Linked DNA regions of Mus musculus: all the other regions are linked to region 3. Evidence: chromatin contacts called from public ChIA-PET and HiChIP or PLAC-seq data. All regions are on one chromosome and are shown on one strand. Each heading gives the region's core, a stretch centred on a gene start, on an enhancer-like site or on the middle of the called end of the contact. The rest is flanking DNA. Distances are from core to core; before and after follow the strand shown. Region 1 holds the start of F2r (coagulation factor II (thrombin) receptor). Region 2 has its middle 26 kb from the start of F2r. Region 3 overlaps Sv2c (synaptic vesicle glycoprotein 2c).

Region 1 (3,598 bases), core at 577-3,076, 340 kb before region 3:
GTGACATGGGAGAAGAACCCAGAGCGGGCAACATTCTTGAGGAGCGATTAGAGACTGGGTGAAGTGAGGAATATGTCAGGGGAAGTAGAGCAAGGCTGGGGCCCGTCTTGTACAGGGACCTCTTGCTTCTTGCCAAGGGACTGGGCTTGGCCTAGAGATAAGGATGGCCGTCTCTGAAATCCCAAGGCACTTGGCCACAGTTACCCACAGCCATTCTCTCTTTATGCAGCGGTAAGGAGAAGCAGATTTGTTTTTGGCTGAGTTTGTGAGTTCACTTATTGTCTGTACCCAATGTAGGGGGACCACTCCTATAACTCCCCCCCCCCCTCAAGGCAGGCCACTCAATCTCTCTGGGCCTTATTTTTAGAATCAGAGAAAGGGGATAAATGTCTCCTTATCATACCTATGATCTGTGCTGGCCACATCTCATAGTCTATATTTTAAAAGGCCTGTCCCAAAATAAAAGCGAGGAAGTAACCTAAAGTTATGTGAGCTCGCACCTCCATGTACACTTTGGATCGTCCTCCCCCTCACGGCTGCTGATGATTAAGGTCTAAGGTCGGCTACCCAAACACAGGCAGGCTGGTTAGCTGCTGCTCGGCGTGGGGGCCCTCTGTGGGGCTCTGAGTTTTCCCATGAGCACCACTCAAGCTCACACTGAAGAAAGACAGACAACAGGAAACACCCCACTCTTTGTCACCTCCTAATCCTTACATGTGGGAGCACCGAAGTGCACATTCTTTCAGAGATAACAAAAACTGAAGAAAACCCACTAGATTTTCTTCAGCGTGAAAGGAACGGCTAAAGGTGTCCCTACTAAGAAAGTCGAAACAATTGGGAACTTTACAGGCTACGCCTCTGCTTTGGAGAAAAGAGAAAATATTTGACGAAATAAGTCGACCAAACTAATTTATTTGGTCAAACTGGCAGATATTTAAAAATACACTGTAAGTAACGAATGTCCTTGCGGCAGATGAGAAATTCCATTGAAAAAAACTAAGACTAGATAATTTCTAGGTGCGCCTGATTCTGAAGAGGGGTCCCTTTTCTCCATGCAGAGAAACAGGTTTCCGATAACAAAGACCTACTCCACTCCCTGCAACCAGAAACCTTCATCACCTCCTGGGTACCAGGCCAAGCTGGGGGCTGTCCGGTCTTTATTGTGTGACTGTGAATTTTTTCTTTCACATCGCTTTTCCCTCCTTGTAAATCAAACGAGAAAACGAGTTTCCATCAAAGCAAAAACTTGAGGAGAGTGGTTCCACTGCACACCGAAAGCCCAGAATCACAAGACCCTTTCTTTCTGAAGGTGGTCTTGTAAAACAGGCCACACAATGACAATTAAAGCGACTGTGGAGACCGTTCCGCGGACCCTCGGGCCCCTCTCCGGATCCAACACCCGGTGGCCCGCGGACTGCACCCTCCAAAACCGAGTCCAAAAGAGCATCGGCCGTGCGGGGAGTGGGGAGGATATGGTGCGCCCCACATGGATGTGACTAGGGGAACCTCTAGATCTCGGCCCAAATGACTGTTTGGCTCCTGGGGGAAACTGAGGCAGGGTTGCAGCCAGGAGCACCCCCTCACGGAGCTGGCGCAACCTAAAACTTCTGATAGCTTCCCCCATGCTCACCCACCCGCAGCTCTTACCTGGCTGGCTCATAGGGACGCGGGAAGACAGCAAGGGACCGCACAGGCTGAGGCCGAGGGCGACGATCAGCAAGCGCCGGGGCCCCATTGTCCCAAGGCTGCCCGCGCGGCCCGGCGCCCGCCGTCGCCTACTTCTTTCTGAGTAGCTCGGTCGGAGCCTGCGGGTGACTAGAGGCGACTGCGCGGCCCCTGGGTGAGTATTTGGAGGCGGTTCAGGGGCGTGGGGCGGGGCTCCGCGGGCTGTGCGCGTGCCCGCAGTCTCCGCTCGTGCCCGCAGCCCCTCGCTCCGGAACCCAAGCGGCAGACCGCACCAGATGCTCGCTCCTCCCCAGTCTCCCCTTGTCCCACCCGGTGTGGTTGAGCTGCAAGCCTGGGAGTGACTCAGCCCCTCGGGGTCTTCGGAGAGCGCCTGCGGCCGCTTCAATGACTCTCCTGGGACGTGGAGCAAGGGAAGCGAAGCTAGACGGGGACAGTCCCGTGGTGGTGCTCCAAGTCTCTTCTCCTCCCCGGCGTCTGGCTGCACACAAGTTTGGAGTTTAGCTAAAAGTTGGCTACTGACTTCTGTCCGTCCGTCCCCGTCCCCCGTCCCCCGTCCCCCCGTCCCCCCCGCCCCCCTGCAGTGACAAGGGTGTCCCCAGATATGTGGACAGAGTGCTTGACATTTCTCGAAATTCTTTTATTTTGCGAGCTTAGATGGATCACGTTGAGCCTTTGATCTTCCACACACGAGTGGAAGTGGACCAGGTATCCAGGCGCTGATTCACCAAGCTCTTGCTTACCGAACTCTGCCTCCCCTGGTGACCCAAGCCAGAGCCTCAGCCACAGGCCCCAACGCCCAGGGCTTTCTCACCAGAAAGATGTTGGGTGGGAAGAGGAGGGGTAGCACTGAGGAATTTTAAAGGGTCCTTCCCAGGTCCTTATGGTTTGTGCTTGACTACATTTCAGCGTTAGATATCAAAAGAAGGGGGGGGGTCATGGCTGAGGCCTAGCGAGAGGGAGCCCCAGCTTATTTTGTTTAGAAAGAGTCTAGTGAGGAAGACACCCCGGAAATTAATCCTGGTCCTCTACCCAGTTTCTGAAAGAGCCAGCTCACAGCTTAGCGCTCTGAAGTGCTGTGATTGTCTTAGGGTTTCTATTGCTGCCATGAAACACCACGACAAAAAGGCAGGTTGGAGAGGAAAGGGTTTATTTGGATTATATTTCCATATAAGTGTTCATCGGTAAAGGAAGTCAGGACAGGAACTCAAAACAAGGCAGGACCCTGGAGGCAGGAGCTGAAGCAGAGGCCATGGAGGGGTGCCGCTTACTGGCTTGCTGTTCACGCTTGCTCAGCCTGCTTTCTTACAGAGCTCAGGACCATTAGCCCAGGGATAGTACCACCTACAATGGGCTGGACCTTTCCCCATCAATCACTAATTAAGAAAATGCGGAATCCCAACATTTGGATCAATGCAGAAAACAAGATCAGAGGCCATCTCCTCCCCTTACCCTCAGAGCTGCCTCACAATCTTCCTAAGTTGCTCTGTCAGTTGTGCAATCACCCAGCTAGACAATGCCATGTAAAATCCTTCCCACTGGAATCTTTTGAGAAAGCATATTTTAGGGTAAGTGGGGACAATTAGCACATGTCTGCACACAATAATAACATGGTATCGTTTTCTCACCTCTCTGAAATGCTGTGGGGGTTTTAGGTTCATCGCTTTTATGGACCACAGGCAAGAAAAAGAAAATTGCTGCAATTAACCCAAGGAATACGCTTGTAAGAGATGCTTCAGTTGATTGTAAAGACACTAGAATCAGGGCTGGCGAGATGGCTCAGTGGTTAAGGGCACTGACTGCCCTTCCAAGGGTCCTGAGTTCAAATCCCAGCAACCACATGGTTGGCTCACAACCATCTGTAATGGGATCAGATGCCCTCTTCTGGAGTATCTAAAGGTGGTGACAGTGTACT
Region 2 (3,579 bases), core at 1,022-3,521, 370 kb before region 3:
AGCAGAATGGAACAAAGGCCAGGTTTGAGCTGACTGACCCTGGCTGACAACTCCTACGTCCAGAGTGAAGCAAAGGGCTCTCACTCTTCTCCCGGGCTTGCCAGGCTTAAAGCCTTCTGACAGCCCAAGGGAGATCTGGCCTAAGCAGACTGACCTGATGTGAGCATCACTGCGCAGGCCCAGGCCTTGTGGGTTCTGTGAGGGTAGGAGTGGAGAGCTGAGGAGGAAGCGGGAGCACGGAGATCAGAGTTTGAAAGGGCAGACTTGGAGGCAAGCTCTAGTATCCAGAGCTGCTTTGAGTTCTCTTAGTCAATGGGAATTTACTTTGAAATTCATGAGGTCTAATAGGGTGTGAGATTTGAACTTGGCTCAAAGTGATGTAGGTGGTTTTGGGGGCGGAGTGTCAAATGTCAGAGCCCCCCCCCAAAGCCCTGACTCTTGCTTACCCCTTTTGTCCATCTTCATGCTACCCCCTCTCCAAAGCTCAAATCACATCCAATCAGTAAACTGTTGATAGGCTCAGAGGGCTTCCACCAGGTAAAGTCCAGTTGGCCAAGTGTGGCTTGCCAACCCATCCACTTGGCCCCACCTACACTGCCAGCTTTATGGCTTTATCTCCTACTCTGCTTTCCAGGAGCACTTTGTGATCTGAAGCTCTGGAATGCCGATCTTCCTCCCATGTGCAAGGTTAGTCCTCCATCACCCAACATCCTGCCTACAGTCTCTAACTCAGACACCTTCCTGGGGGCCCCTCCCGTGTACCTGGAAGAACACTTGCTTTGGGCTCTCAGAAGCAGATATACTTGGTGACTGAGGAGCGGGTGAGAAAGGTTGGGAGGAAAAGTAGGGCCTGAAAGGCACTGTGCACCCATTCATACCTGCCCATTGAATAGGGCAATGACAGGGCAAAGCTCTCCCCATCAAGAGCTAGTGCACAAACCAAGCTCACTTTAAGCCTATACATCCAGGCTCTTTAAAAGAATATGTACTTATTTATGTAACGTATGTATCACACATGCCATGGCACATGTGTGGAGGTGAGAACACAACCGTAGGGGGTCAGCTTCTCCTTTCACCGGAGGAGAGAACTTACGTCATCAGGCTTGGTGGCAAGAGCATCTACACACTGGACCATCCCATCATCCCTGTAATTTGACTCTTAAATACAAATGTAGTTCGTGGACCTATGGCCTACTCTCTGAGCCCTACCAAGTTCTACCTCTCATTCCTTTTTGTTGGTTGGTTTGTTTGTTTGTTTTGAGACAGGGTTTCTCTGTGTAGCTCTGGCTGTCCTGGAACTCACTCTGTAGACCAGGCTGGCCTCGAACTCAGAAATCTGCCTTCTTCTACCTCCCAAGTGCTGGGATTAAAGGCATGCGCCACCATCGCCGCCCTGCCTATCTCTCATTCCTATCAGAGAGAAATGCTCCACCCTTCCAATGATTCCTTTCCAACGAGTGGGACTGAATATGCCCGTGTCAAGAAATAAGATATGCCTACATGATTCCGTATGGGAATTCTTGCAAAAAGGTTATTCAAAAAAAAAAAAATAGGAGGATGAGGCTACAGATAGCATCTGAGACAGGGCCATTTTAGGAAGCAAAGCTTACGTATCAAAAGAAGCACAATAGCAACTGAAATTGAGTTAAATCGGAAACAGAGACGAACACAGCTCATGACATTTGCCTTTGCCAGCCTTCTTCCAAGGTCACACTGAGAGCATGATTATTATGACTTTAAAAAGTCAGAGGTTGTGATTGGAACCAGACCACTAACAGCGGTCCCCCAGGCTATGCTGGCACTGCAGGGTGGAAACTTCTCCATCACACCATTTTTTCCCATGACTGGTCATTTTCCGATGAACCTCTGCTGGAGGAAGTGACCTATTTGAGTCTTCCACTAGACTGCCACACTCGGGCTGGTGATGGAGCTCTGTGGTACAGCACTTGCCTGGCGAGTGCAAAGCCCTGGGTTCAGTGATTTCCAGCTTTGACAAAACCGCAAAACAGAACAGAGCAAACCACAACAGGCTTGCAGCGTTGCATTTCCTGTTATACAAATTGGCACTGTTTCGAGGTCTTATCTTTCCCCGATCCTCCGGAGGCGTGTGCTGTCTACTTTGAGTCTGGGTCTCAATTCTTTTGGATACTTTACAATTCTTTTGTTGTTTTTTAAAAAACATATTAAAATAACTGAAAAATCTTAGACACTGGACTGTGTTTTAGCAACAGTGGATGGTAAGCTAAACATTGGTGTTACTAAGATGAGTTTTCAGTCATTCTGTAAGAACATTGCAACAATGGGTTCAAGTCTTCATCCCTTCCTATGGCTTGGTCTAGTGGCTTTGAAATCCTTTCCCTGAAGAGACCTTGTCCAGTTTTATGTCTCCTTGACTCTAGGTGGCCTTGGGTGACCTGTGTCTAGATTGACCAATTGAATATGACTGTGGTAAGGAAGTTATTTTTAATGGTGTGCCCACCCAAGTTGTGTCCTCTTATTTGTGTGTGTGTGTGTGTGTGTGTGTATAGGTGTGTGTATATTTGTATAGGTGGTATATGTGTAGAGTAGGGGTATATTTGTAGGTATGTGTATTTGGATAAGGGTATATCATGTGTGTGTGTTTGTGTAGGGGTGTGTATGAAGGTGTGTGTATTTGTGTAGAGATATGTGTATAGGTGTGTATATATGTCGGTGTGTCTCTGTGTTTGTGTAGAGGTGTATGTGCAGCAGGAGAATGTATGTGTGTGTGTTTGGGTAGGGATATGTATGTAGGTGTGTGTCTATGTATACCATGGCACAGATGTGGAGGTCAGAGAGAGCTCTATTCTTTCCCTTCATCATGTGGACCCCAAGGACTGACCACACTCAGAGTATCAGACTTGGCAGCAAATACCTTGATCCTCTGACCACCTCATGGCTCCTACCTTGTTAAGATAGGATTTCCTTGGCCTGAACCTTACCAAGTAGGCCAGGCTCTCCCCACTGAGCTTACTGACCTCAGCTTCCTCAGCACCGGGAAAACTAGCATACACCACTACACCTTGTGTTGTTTTAAAAAGATGGGTTCTAGGAATGGAACTCATGCCTGAGTGCTTGCCAGAAAAGCATTTTATCAACTGAGCCACATTCCTAGCCCTACTCTTATGCTTGGTGCCTTTGCCATCTCTCTGTGTGGGTGGGTGGGTGTGTGTGTGTGTGGGGGGGTAGTCTGCTTGAGGATGGGAGACATGCAGATCCCTCTTCCCTCATCATCCTGTGGCTGTCCTAACTCAGCTCATGGTCCCGATACAACAGCAGGGCCATTTGTCTGACTTTCCTGGAACCTTAGCAACAAGTGCCTGTCCTATTCTGGGCTGTAGTATGGTTGCTATACCCAGTACCTTTGTCTCTAAAGGAGTTTTAGGACTCAAAGATACAATATAAAAATAAAAGGGCCTATGGTGGCAGAGCTGAAGAGATGACTCAGTTGTCAAGAGCACATGCTACTCTTTTAGGAGACCTGGGTTTGGTTCTTTGTTCTCACTTCGTGTGGTTAATCACTGCCTGTGATGCCAGTGCCAGGGATTCTGATGCCCTTTT
Region 3 (3,387 bases), core at 881-3,380:
CCCAATACATAGGGCAGAGCGTCTCACGGAAGCCACAGCTCAGAGCAGCTGGTTAGCTGGTGCTACTATTTGTTTTAATTTCTTTCCCATTGAGAGGAGTCAGAGATAATAAAACGTGGGAGCGTCCTGGGCTGATTCTGAAGAGTAACGGTGGGGATTTTAGTTAGAAAAGGAGTTCAAAATGCAGGTACAGATGGAGCTGTGTCACTTCTGAAACAGCTTTCAATTTCCTTGTCCTGTATGTGAATGACACGGGATAGCAGATGTCTACCCTGGTGTCAAGGCCCATGACACTCATAACTGGGGCTTCTGTCGAATCTCATGGTTGGATCTTAACCTCTAATTATACCTGAACAAGCCACAGCATGTATTTGAGAAGCAACAAGAACCCTGTCGTGGAAAGGAAAGGTTACACACAGTGAAGAGGCTGAGGGAAATGTGTGGGGAGTGGGCAAGACGGCAACCAAGAAGGCTTGTGACCACTGATTGTCCAGGAGGTTATAGAAGAGATCCCTCTTGGGCCACCTGGGAAGCTTGGGGTAGTTGACAGAAATGGTTTTTCTGAAGGGGACAGATGGTCTTATAAAGAAGGGTTCTGTTGGGTCATCCCATGCTGGCCCAACCCAGTGTCCAGATAAAATTCTGAATGACTGTGTCTTGCAGTTTGGAATGTACTTGTAGCTAAATCAGGGAGCAGAGACAATTTGAGAGTAAAGACTATCCAGTAAGATCACTACCACAGCAGGCCAGAGTAGAGAAAGCAATGCCTTTGATTTGTATGGTTTGTTTGCTTGTTTGTTTGTTTGTTTGTTTGTTTTGAATGGGAAGATAGGGATTCATATCTTACTTTTGCAGCAATTTTGTTGCATGCCACATTCAACCAAAAGGTCTGCTCTGGGCCTCAAACATGTTTTTTTCAAAAAGAAAACAACCATGGTGCAAATAGGAGAGAGAAATGAGCCTGCATGGAAAAAAAAATAGATACTCCTTAGGTTTTTGAAACACAGATTTGTTTCCCAGGGATGAGAAACAGAAGCGAGTTCTGTTCTGGCCCTGCCTCATTGGTGTCTTTCAAATCAATCAATGATGCTTCGAAGATTCCCTGGTCAGCTCTGCAGCTCTGGCTCTCATAGCCTGGATGTCCAGGCTCTGAGTACTCAGGTTATCTGCAGGGAACCACTTTCTCTCTGCAGCTTCCCATCTTAACTCAAGGCTGCCCCCTCCACCACGCCTGCATTACTTAATGGGGGCAGTGGATTAATGGTTTATGTTAATCAAAGAGCTTTTCACAGAATTTCAGCTCCAGGAGGGATCAGGGAACATGTGAGGGGAAGGGAGGCAAGGCAGAGGGGACTCCAGGGAGCAGGGCCATCTCTGAACAGATTCTTGGGAACAGAAGTTTCCTTTTTTCTGGAAGGCCCGGGGCTGTGGTCATGCAAGAAAAGCGTAAAATAAGCAAAGAGGATTCCCCCTCCAACAAGACAGAGGCAGTTAAACAAAGAATGCTGTTTAAACACAGGCCTTACGATGGTTGCTATCACAGGCTGCAAATCTACAAGGAGGCTTCAGATTTCAAAGACGCGTAAAAGGATGGGCCTGGGGGAGGGGCACCGGGCAAGAGACTCGAAGGTCCTTTAGCTGACAGCTGGCCCGTGGGAACGTCCTGCTGACCCCTCCCTCCTTCCATGCTCAGGAAGATTCCAGAGGTAAAACAGATATTCACCCACCAGGAAATGCTGTCCTGCCTGCCGGAGGGTTGCTGGGGAGAGCAGGCAGGCTCAAAAACTGTCCAGAGACAAGGCTAGGAGCCCACAGCCTGGGGACACTGGAGGGACATGACCTGATGTGGAGATTTGGGCTAAAAATGTAACAGTGGACAGTTGATCAAAGGAGGGTGGGTGGTGTTGACCCGCAAGGGACCGTACAAGAGAGGCTCCCGTCTGTGTTTCCCAAATGGCTTTGGTTGTGAATTCCAATTTCTATCTAAAAATCTGCCTTGTGCTGCTCAGGTAGGGTTTCGTTGCCAAGTGGGGATAGACTTTAAACTTTTCTTGTTAACAAAACCACCCTAATCATCCTGCCCAAAAGAGCCCCGCCCAGAAGTGCTTGGTGTCACACAATTGTCTTGAAACCCCCTGCTGTAACAGCTAGAGTGGCTGGCAGGCTGTCTTTTTTCTAAGAAAACAGGAAGTATCACTCGGTATGAGAAAAAGAAAGAAAGAAAGAAAGAAAGAAAGAAAGAAAGAAAGAAAGAAAGAAAGAAAGAAAGAAAGAAAGAAAGAAAGAAAGAAAGAAAGAAAGAAAGAAAGAAAGAGAGAGAAAGAAAGAGAGAAAGAAAAAAGAAGAAAAAGAAATCCCTTTCCTCAGCACAAAATTATGCCAATTTAAACTTCCTGTTAGTAGAGCGTCGCCAGCAGGGTCTATTTCTTACACCAGCACAGACTTTTTAGATTCTTGGTGAATGTAGTCCTTGGGGAAGCCTGGTCAACTGAGACATTTTAGGAACACTTCCACTGGGCACTGAGAAGCAGGAACATCACAGTTAGGAAAAGCTAACAGTGCACGGGGGGAGGGGGGGCGGGAAACCCTGCAAATCACACTGGCGGGGTAAGACAATACGCAGCTACACGTTACATCACAGCAAAAGTTTGTGTTCTGATACTTGGCCACCTTTCTATACATTAAAACTCTGAAGCTTTGAGTCAGGCAATACGACCGACCCACGGTGGGAGGAAGGGAATGGCTTTTGTCACGTCACATCAGAACCTGGGTTCGTGTGTCGGGCAGGCGCAGCCCCACGAGTCCTCCACACACGAGCACAGTGGAAGCCAGCAGGATGGGGATGGCTTTGGTGATGCTGACCAAGGAGCCGAAGATTAAGTTTCCCAGGACGGCCGCCGCTTTACAGAGGGCGTTCAAGAAGCCGAAGCCCGTTGCTCTGCAAGGGACAGAAACACAGTCAAGGTTTAGAAAATGATGCTCGGGAGTCCAGCTTTAAACTTACACGTTCTGCGCAGTCACCCTGATGGTCTTTACGTGGTTTGTGCCGTATGTTAGTGAAGCAGATAATTAAAATGCTTGTTAGCAAACGCGGAGGCAGAGAAGCCAGCTGTCACTGCTGCGGCCGGTCTCCTGATGACGTACGTACGACTCTACTGACTCTTATTTTGGTACAGAAGAAGAAAAAAAAGCTCTTTCTTGGTCCAATGTGTTGGAAGGATGGTTCTACTAAGTAAAAGTTAATTTCACTCCGTGTAAGTCCTCTCAGGATAAAAGCAGGCTTAAAGCCTCTTTCCGTAGGAGTCAGCTAGCCTCTGCTTAGCTTGGGAGAAGCTGGGCCACCTCCTCTGTCCAGGGAGTGGGACTGGGCGATCTAGCAGGCTCTCA

The links. ChIA-PET counts read pairs in DNA pulled down with a chosen protein or histone mark. HiChIP or PLAC-seq counts read pairs in DNA pulled down with a chosen protein or histone mark.
Region 1: a contact with region 3 is called in an RNA polymerase II ChIA-PET map of memory CD8 T cells, with 404 read pairs. The contact joins the promoter of F2r here to the enhancer-like site in region 3. A contact is called at or near these places in 3 of 39 promoter capture datasets (liver, neural stem cells and pre-B cells), 3 of 484 Hi-C or Micro-C datasets (CD4 T cells, CD8 T cells and Th2 cells), 10 of 115 datasets of contacts at active chromatin or transcription factors (T-cell acute lymphoblastic leukemia, bone marrow-derived macrophages, embryonic forebrain and 7 more) and 1 of 9 other capture datasets (liver).
Region 2: an H3K27ac HiChIP or PLAC-seq map of thymic regulatory T cells shows a contact between it and region 3, with 5 times the contacts expected there. The contact joins two enhancer-like sites. A contact is called at or near these places in 1 of 484 Hi-C or Micro-C datasets (Th2 cells) and 8 of 115 datasets of contacts at active chromatin or transcription factors (T-cell acute lymphoblastic leukemia, bone marrow-derived dendritic cells, bone marrow-derived macrophages and 5 more).

The regions. Positions count from the first base shown.
Region 1 is chr13:95,616,640-95,620,237 of GRCm38.p6, forward strand. F2r (coagulation factor II (thrombin) receptor) reads right to left here and starts at 1,827. Exons shown (of 2, transcript NM_010169.4): 1 at 1,648-1,827. The coding sequence starts at 1,735.
Region 2 is chr13:95,591,125-95,594,703 of GRCm38.p6, forward strand. No RefSeq gene overlaps it. Among named protein-coding and RNA genes, the nearest start is that of F2r, 26 kb to the right of the region's middle. Within about 2 kb of position 2,272, at least 50 of the 459 cell types and tissues checked have an H3K27ac peak or open chromatin away from gene starts, as enhancers often do. A contact at or near this core is called in Th2 cells and thymic regulatory T cells, where this site is marked.
Region 3 is chr13:95,958,526-95,961,912 of GRCm38.p6, forward strand. It overlaps Sv2c (synaptic vesicle glycoprotein 2c), which reads right to left. Exons shown (of 13, transcript NM_029210.1): 13 at 918-2,938. The coding sequence ends at 2,755. Among named protein-coding and RNA genes, the nearest start is that of Gm24032, 63 kb to the left of the region's middle. Within about 2 kb of position 2,131, at least 124 of the 459 cell types and tissues checked have an H3K27ac peak or open chromatin away from gene starts, as enhancers often do. A contact at or near this core is called in CD8 T cells, Th2 cells, liver and 3 more, where this site is marked.